Linked DNA regions of Canis lupus: region 1 is linked to region 2. The links are chromatin contacts, called in public Hi-C maps. All regions are on one chromosome and are shown on one strand. Each heading gives the region's core, a stretch centred on a gene start, on an enhancer-like site or on the middle of the called end of the contact. The rest is flanking DNA. Distances are from core to core; before and after follow the strand shown.

What was found. A called contact is a pair of places that touch in the nucleus more often than the background predicts.
Region 1: a Hi-C map of liver shows a contact between it and region 2, with 5 times the contacts expected there. The contact joins two enhancer-like sites. A contact is called at or near these places in 6 of 9 Hi-C or Micro-C datasets (amygdala, blood and liver).

The regions. Positions count from the first base shown.
Region 1 is chr25:26,282,585-26,286,643 of UU_Cfam_GSD_1.0, reverse strand. It overlaps GATA4 (GATA binding protein 4), which reads left to right. Exons shown (of 6, transcript NM_001048112.1): 5 at 1,547-1,695; 6 at 3,149-3,331. The coding sequence ends at 3,331. Among named protein-coding and RNA genes, the nearest start is that of NEIL2, 12 kb to the right of the region's middle. Within about 2 kb of position 1,988, at least 5 of the 20 cell types and tissues checked have an H3K27ac peak or open chromatin away from gene starts, as enhancers often do. A contact at or near this core is called in liver, where this site is marked.
Region 2 is chr25:26,142,070-26,145,947 of UU_Cfam_GSD_1.0, reverse strand. It overlaps LOC119865841 (a long non-coding RNA gene), which reads left to right. Exons shown (of 3, transcript XR_005378218.1): 2 at 607-747; 3 at 3,825-3,878. Among named protein-coding and RNA genes, the nearest start is that of DEFB136, 25 kb to the right of the region's middle. Within about 2 kb of position 1,902, at least 1 of the 20 cell types and tissues checked has an H3K27ac peak or open chromatin away from gene starts, as enhancers often do. A contact at or near this core is called in liver, where this site is marked.

The DNA of each region.
Region 1 (4,059 bases), core at 739-3,238, 140 kb before region 2:
TTGAAGCAGGTGCAATTCAAATTGCATGATTACTGCCAGTTGCAAAGGTGGGTAGTAGGCCAGCTGGATGGATTGAGGGCCAGAAAGAAAAAGGAACTCTATCGTCCCTCCATCTCAAGAGCTCAGTTCCTTTCTGTTCTCCCTGAGATAACTGGGATCTAGGAGGACAGGACCCCCATTAGTCTTGTTCACAACAGCTTGATTTGTAAGCCAATGTACAGTTAACATCATGTATTTTTTAACATCATTTTATTAAAATTTTTAAAGAGTTTATTTATTTGAGAGAGACAGTGCACTCGCATGTGCAAGCACAAGTTGGTTCAGAGGGAGAGGGAGAAGCAGGCTCTCCACTGAGCAGGGAGCCTGATATGGGGATAGATCCCAGGACTCTGGGATCATGACCTGAGCCATAGGCAGACAGACACTTAACCAACTGAGTTCCCCAGGCACCCTAGTACTTAACATTTTAGAAAGTTGCTTTTCAATTAGTATCTCATTGGTCCTTAAAGATCCCCATGCAATCCATTATCTCCATTTTACTACTGAGGAAACTGAGGCTCAGAGAGGTTAATGATTTAGAGTCCCACAGCTGTGAATGGTTAGACCTGGAATTAAAACCCAAGTTTTTACACTTCAGATCCATATTTTGTCCCATATGCTACTTTGCCTTCTCAGTTTCTAGATTAAGAATGAGGACGACTCATGCTCCTGTATCAAGAGCACTCCCCCCTTGATACTGTTACCAAATTAAAAATTTCATGGGGGAAATGCTGCCATTGCAGAGAAAGTAAATCAGCTGATCCAGGGGAAAGCTTATCTCTTAATCTAAGGCATGACAAACAGATACATTTCCCCTTTCCACTCCTGAGAACACGAGCAAGGTTCTCCTTTCCCAGATTCAACAACGGTTTACCCCTTTGGCAGCATGTTTCATTAAAATTGTGTCTCACACCAGTGGTCCTCAGCCTTTCTGCCTGTGCCCACACTGTTTTCTAAGCACAGCACATTCCCCTAGGTAACTTCGTCTCCTTACATGTTGCAGTGACAGGGTAAGCAAGCATTTGTTCAGGTGAACAGTCCCTCTCCACAATTCCAAATGCAGGGAGCTAGATTTGGCAGCAAAACCTAATCTAAACAGACTCAGGCTATTTATAGTCTTTATTTATCCCATGTGTGGAGATTCACATGTTTAGCTGTACAACAATTAATGTATTTAATTATGGGGTGTCGTCTCAGACTCCATTGGAAGTGTTCTATAATATACAGTATTAAAATCTAAAAGCTTTTGAATCCAGAAACACATGTGATCTCAAGGGTTTGGAATAAGGGGCGGCAAGCCTGTCAATAGAAGAAGATCCCTTGAAATTCTGGTATTTTAATTTTCCCATTTTGAGAACCATCGCCCAGCACTGATGAAGGACCCCGCTTCACTCCCCAGCAAATATAAATAAAGTCATTAGCATAGACCTACCCTGGCTGTCTCAAAGGACTGCCATCCATTTGCCCCTGCCCCTAGTCTGGGTGTCCTGACTCTGCCTTGTTCCAGGTCCCTCAGGCGGTGAGAGCCTTCCTCCTGCCAGCAGTGCTTCCAGCAACTCCAGCAATGTGGCCACCAGCAGCAGTGAAGAGATGCGCCCCATCAAGACAGAGCCCGGGCTATCATCCCACTATGGGCACAGCAGCTCCATGTCCCAGGTATACCCCCTTGGCGGGGACATAGGACTGCCTGGGGGACTAGGATACACTGCCAAGGAGCGAGTGGCAGGCTCAGCATGGGAAAGAGAGCTTCAGCTGGGCCCCAGCAGGTGGCAGCAGGAGCTGCTGGTACCCTTGGGGTCCCGCCTGAAATTGGGGACTGTCCCAATGAGGGCCTGCTTCAGAACATCTGATCAAGTCACAATGACTTGGGCATGCAACTAGGGCACACAAATGTCGAGTAGCTCCTCCATGCCAGACCTTTGGACAGAAGGAGTGGGGAGGGACGTGTTATGACATAGCCGCAAGCTGAATCAAACTGTGTGCATTGGGGGAGGGTGGTACAGCTGGAGCAGGCTGCAGAAGGTGACACGTGGGCTTTCTAGGCAAGTCTGCCTCCCAAGTGAGAGGTGGTTTGACCTTGGCTTTGAAGGATAGATAGATTTCAACAGGAGGAAGGGAAGGAAGAAGACCCTCCTGGCTGGGGAAAAGGTGTGGAAACTGTAGACGGTAGAGTGGGTAGGTGCAGTGAGGTGGTGAGGAGGTCACAGGCAAGGTGCCATTTAATGAGGGTCAGCTACAGGTCTGGCTTCCATCATGTGTCCAGAAGATGAGTCAGCAGTACCGTCCTTTGCCTCTTCCGAATATGATGGCATTCCTACTCCCCGACCCCTTCCCTCTTTGGCTCCCATATTTGGGATTAGGGTAGTCCCAAGGTTGGTTACGGTTTCCTGTTAATTCTGATCTGTTCTCCCACATGTGCTTGAGGGAGGCTGTATCCTAAAGAGCTTTTTTTTTTTTCCTTCAAAGATTTTATTTATTTATTTATTTATTTATTTATTTATTTATTTATTTATTTATTTATTTATGATAGAGAAAGAGTATGTGAGAGAGAGCAGGAGCCAGGGGGCAGAGGCAGAGGGAGAAGCAGGCTCCCCACTGAGTAGGGAGCCTGGTGCAGGGCTCCATCTCAGGACCCCGGGATCATGACCTGAGCCAAAGGCAGATGCCTAACCAACTGAGCCATCCTAGTGCCTCCATAAAGGGCTTTTTACTGTCAGGGTAAAGAAGCTGGTCCCACAGAGCCAGGAGAGCTGGCTGGGCATGGAGATCTGGCAGTGATAAGATCATAGCAAATGTCTCATGTAGCCATCAGAGCCTTCTGAGAAACCAGAATATCCACACACCTATGGGGTCTCAGTGCTCAGAGAAGCAAATGAATCCCACAGACCCTTTACATCCCACAGCACAGAGGTTAGGAAAAACACTTCTCTGTGTTGCTTGGTGTCTTAACCCTGCCTTGTCCTCAAGCCCCCTCCTCTCCTCCCTTTCCTGGGGGCGGGAGCCAGCTCGGGGACACCTGTGTAATGGTGCTCCCCTCTCCAGCCCAGACCTCCATCCTGAGCCCTCAGGAGTGATTCCCTTGAGCTCATCTTGTGCTTTTTGCTTTCAGACATTCTCAGTCAGTGCGATGTCTGGCCACGGGCCCTCCATCCACCCAGTCCTCTCGGCCCTGAAGCTCTCCCCACAAGGCTACACATCTTCTGTCAGCCAGTCGCCACAGGCCAGCTCCAAGCAGGACCCTTGGAACAGCCTGGCCTTGGCTGACAGTCACGGGGACATAATCACTGCATAATGTCACCTCCTTCCCTCCTCAGATTCCTGCACGGACTTGGGACTTGGAGGACGGCAGGGATGAGGCTCTGGGCTCCCGGGAGCCAGCCTGCTCTGTCGGGGAATGACTCCAGAAGAACAACTGGGAAGAAACTTGAAGTTGACAGTTCGGTTAGGGGATGTGGGTGTTGGATTTTACCGGATGCCTTTGCAAGGGTGGGCTACTGGAAAGAGCCCAAACTCTGATCTGAAAGAAACCACCCTTCACAAGGAGCACATTTAAGTCCCTTATGCGGAGAAGGAGACTTGTTTCTAGTTTTCCACCTCACCCCTCCCCCACAAGACACAGCCGTCCTTCTGCCCTACCTTTCTACCACTGGGGCCTACGGGGCTGGTTTTTCTGTGGTGTTCCCCGCACTGGGGATCAGAGGGTGGGTGGAGGGGGCAAGGTGCTGGGACCCCCAGTCCAGCCTGAACCAGGACATCTGTGTGACATGCATGTGGATGCAAACAGCCCCTCTGGGCCGCTGCTGCCCCGTCCAGCACTCCCCCTTCAGGCTTGGTACCCCCTTGCATTCCTCAGTACTGAATCTTGACTCCGGAAATGTTGGGTGTAGCCCTGATGTTCCTGAAGCCTCACGGGGAGGTGAAGGAAAGGGCTGCCTCACCCACTGCACGGTGTGGCAAAATCATGACCTGGCAACTTTGCCTCTCCCAAGTTTCCTTCCCCGGGCTCACGGCTCGAACCTC
Region 2 (3,878 bases), core at 653-3,152:
AAACCAAATAAAACTTTTAGAAATAAAGTGTACACTAACCCAAATTTAAAAAGTTCAATGGCTGGCTGGCTTTAATAGCAGATGAGACACAACTAAAGAGAGAATTAGTAAGTAGGAAATTAGCCAGAGAAAGATCTCTTGGATTACAACACAGAGAGATAAAAAGAATAGAAAATGGAGAAGAAAGGATAAGGTATATAGAAGATAGAATAAGAGAGTCTATTATATGTTTAGTTAGAATCCTAGAGGAGATGAGAGAATAGAATAGAGACTAGATTTGAGGGATAATAGGTACAGATTTTGCAGAATTGATAAAAGACCTCAAGCCACAGGTTCAAGTGTAATAGAATAAATCCCTAAGTGAATAAAGAAATCCTAGCCACATCTTAGTAAAACTGCAGAAAACCAAAGACAGAGAAAAGAATCTTAAAAGTAGCTTGGGGGGGGGGGGGGGGATGACCACACCAATAATAATGGAATCTAGAAGGTCATCAAATATTTTCAATTGTGCTGAAAAAAATATATAACCATTAATCTAGAATTCTATCAGTGATTTCTTTTTAAGGAATAAGAGCAAAATAAACAGATAGATGTTGTTATTTTCAGATAAAACCAGAGGAATTTTCCATTATTAGTAGCCATGTAAAGGAATCTTATGGGATGTGCTTCAGGCAGACAGTAAAACCATCCCAGATGGCAAGACTGAGATACAAGAATAGAGAGCAAAGAAAATGAGTAAATATACAGGTAAGTTTAAATTTTGTACCCTACATGGTATGAAACAGCAATAATAATAATTAGTGGGATTTAAAAAAAAACTGGAAAAATTGAATTATATAGCAATTGTGTATAAGCTGGAGGGGTAAATGGAATTAAAGTGCTGTAGGTCATTATATTGTCTGGGAATGGGATAAACATTTATTCAGCCTTAGACTTTGATAAGAAGTTAACTTTGCATGTTATGATTTCTGGGGTTATTATGATAAAAATAGGGATTATGACTTCCAGAGTAGTGGAGGAAAAAAAGCATGATGGAATCAATCAAGTTAAGTGATGGCAAGAGGAGCAAGGAAAAGCAAACATAGGGCAACCAGGACTGAAAAAAGTCATAATAGTCGTAGACTTAAATATGTCAGCAATTACATTAAATATAAATGCACTAAATGCTGCTGTGAACAAAGAGGTTAGGACTGTATAAAGTAACTCTATGTGGCTCAGAGAGGGAGCATTAACCTGCCCAAGGTACCCAAGGGAGTTGAGTCAGGGCTAGCAATGGGGTGCCTGCTTCCTAGTCCTGTGTTCTGTCAAGCTTACCCAGTCCAGTTCAATGGAGCCCATTTATATTGAGCAGCCAACGGTTTGCCAGGTGGTGTCAGATACTGCAACACATAGAAGAGTAGAATAAGTTTGCTGTCTTTACGGCATTTTCCTGAAATGAAGAGAAAGTATGTCTTAACATGAATTCTAGGGCACAGAGTTCTCTAGGGATTTATGGTGTCACCATGTCTACGTGATGGGAGTGGGGAGGATAGTGACAGTTTTGAGGTTGTGTCTGAGACAGGCCCTGCCTGTGTGTCTAGTGTCCATTCTAGCAGCACCACATGAAGGCAGAGGGGAGGGAGGGAGGGAGGGAGGGACGGAGGGAGGAGGTGCTTTTCTGAATGGGAATTCATCAATGTATTTCTGTCTGGGGCAGTTATCAGAGTTGCTATTTCAGTGAGTAATGGTGGAGCCTTCACCGGGCTCATGCCAGACGCTGGGGGTGGGGGCACAGGGCAGTGATATGGCAGGGGTCCTCTCTTTCGTCAGAAAACATGAGCTCATGCCAAGGTTTCCACAGGTCACCGAGATAGCACCGGCTCTCTGGAGACAGGCGTGACCCTCAGGTCGGCTCCTAGTCATTGAACTAAGTGGGCTCAGATAAGGGCCGGATAATGGTAGCCAAACTCCCACGGCCTCTTTGGGCCTCCCCCAGGGCCCTGAGGCCAGAGAGAGGGCAGGTCAGGGAGGGGCCAGTGGGTGCACGTGGCCTGGGAGCCTGCTTGGAGCCCCCTGGAGCCAGCCACAGGGGAACCCGGACCTCCTGGGGCTCATGGCCCACACTCTTGGTCTGTGCCCCAGTCTCCAGACCAGAGTTGTTCGGACATACAAAATGGGGGGTTCCCATTAGACATCCAATATCAAATTTGGAAAAATATCAAACTGGTAGCCCTTCCTTCTCTGGACTTCTTCCGATTTCAAATTTGCAGTATCTGTTGGCAAATTTTAGTGAGTGGGGAAGTAGGAGATGTTTGTATTCAGGGGCCTGCTATGGATCTGGGGTGGCCAGGGTTAATCTGCCCAATGTTTTCAGGGAAAAACAAGGCCTGATTTCTCAAGTTCCTCAACCTCTGTGTCCTATGACCCTGAATTGGCCACCTATGATTTAGTGACCAGTGGCCATTAAGACTTCCTGGGACAAAAAAAAAAAAAAAAAAAAAAAAAAAAAAGACTTCCTGGGACATAAAACAAGCCACACTCATTTAAAAAGAAAATGAATAAAGTGAAATCTGTGTGTCACCCCGACAGAATGATGGTCATGGCCCCAGGCCTGCCAATCTCTGGGGGCTGCTAACGCAGTCACGTGGTGAGAGTAGGAGACAGATTTAAAGCTAAGGAGGGACTTCCATTTGGAAATTGTCCTCTAGGTTGGCAAACACCAGGCATGCGTGCTGCCAGTTCCCCTCTATCGCTTGTAGATTATGGAACCTTTTTTTTTTTTTTTTTTTCTTCTGCCCTAGAGTAGCCCCCAGAGAACCACTATCAAAGGACCAGAGTCAGCATGTGATAATGCTATGCTTTGCTGTCTCTGAAGGAGTCCAACTCCTGTATTCTACAGAGGGGAGCACTGAGGCCCAGAGAGGCTGGCACAGCTGCCTCTGAGGTTGGTACAGCTAGGACTAGAATGCAGATCTCCTCCTCTCTGCTCATGCCTTTGTACCCACCCTGCTTTTGTGAGCCTTCCTTCTAGGGCGAGGACTGAAAGAAATCATCTGAATCATCACTGCTTACAGGATGGCTCTTAAATTTTAAAAAATAAAACTCTAGGACCTTGCATGTAGACAAACTGCAAATGAGAGTTAATATTTCCACAGAAAGAAATCTGTCACTAGAACAGAAAAACAAAACAAAACACCAAAACAACCACAAACCAAACCCCAATATCCCTCCCTGACTGGAACGCTAGTGACATCTACTGGAATGTGCAGATACTGCATGGGGACAGGCTAACAGTCACCCCTTCATTTCAATATGATTTAGTATGCATTTTAAATGTATGTGATTCTATATCTTATTTATACACATGTAGAAAAAGTATAAAATATGCTTGCAAATGATAAATATAAATTCACTTAGCAGTTACCTTGGGGGAGGGTAGGATGGAGCGCATGATAAAGGTTTTAGCTCTATCTATAATGTTTTTCTCTTTTAAAGAGATCTGAAGCCAATATGACTAAGTATTTACACCTGTTAAATCTTGGCGGTGGTAATATTGGAGTCTGATTTTCTGCACCTGTCTCTTTGTTTAAAATAGTTTAAAATAATAGTAACAATGATTACATTTATTATGTAGTAATCATTAAATAGTATATATATTTATTATCCTCTATATTAGTTATATAAATCATCTATTCATTATATGTTGTATAATTACATTTATGTAAGGACAATAAAAAATAAGAATGTAAAATTTGGAGTTCAGGTTCTTGTCTCTGATATCAGGCAGCAGTTATTTATAGCATAAGTTATTCATACTTGCTGGCTATTATTATTATCATTAATAGGTTTACTGGAGTTGATGTAAGGAGCTGAACAGCATTCAAAGATTCCCATATGGG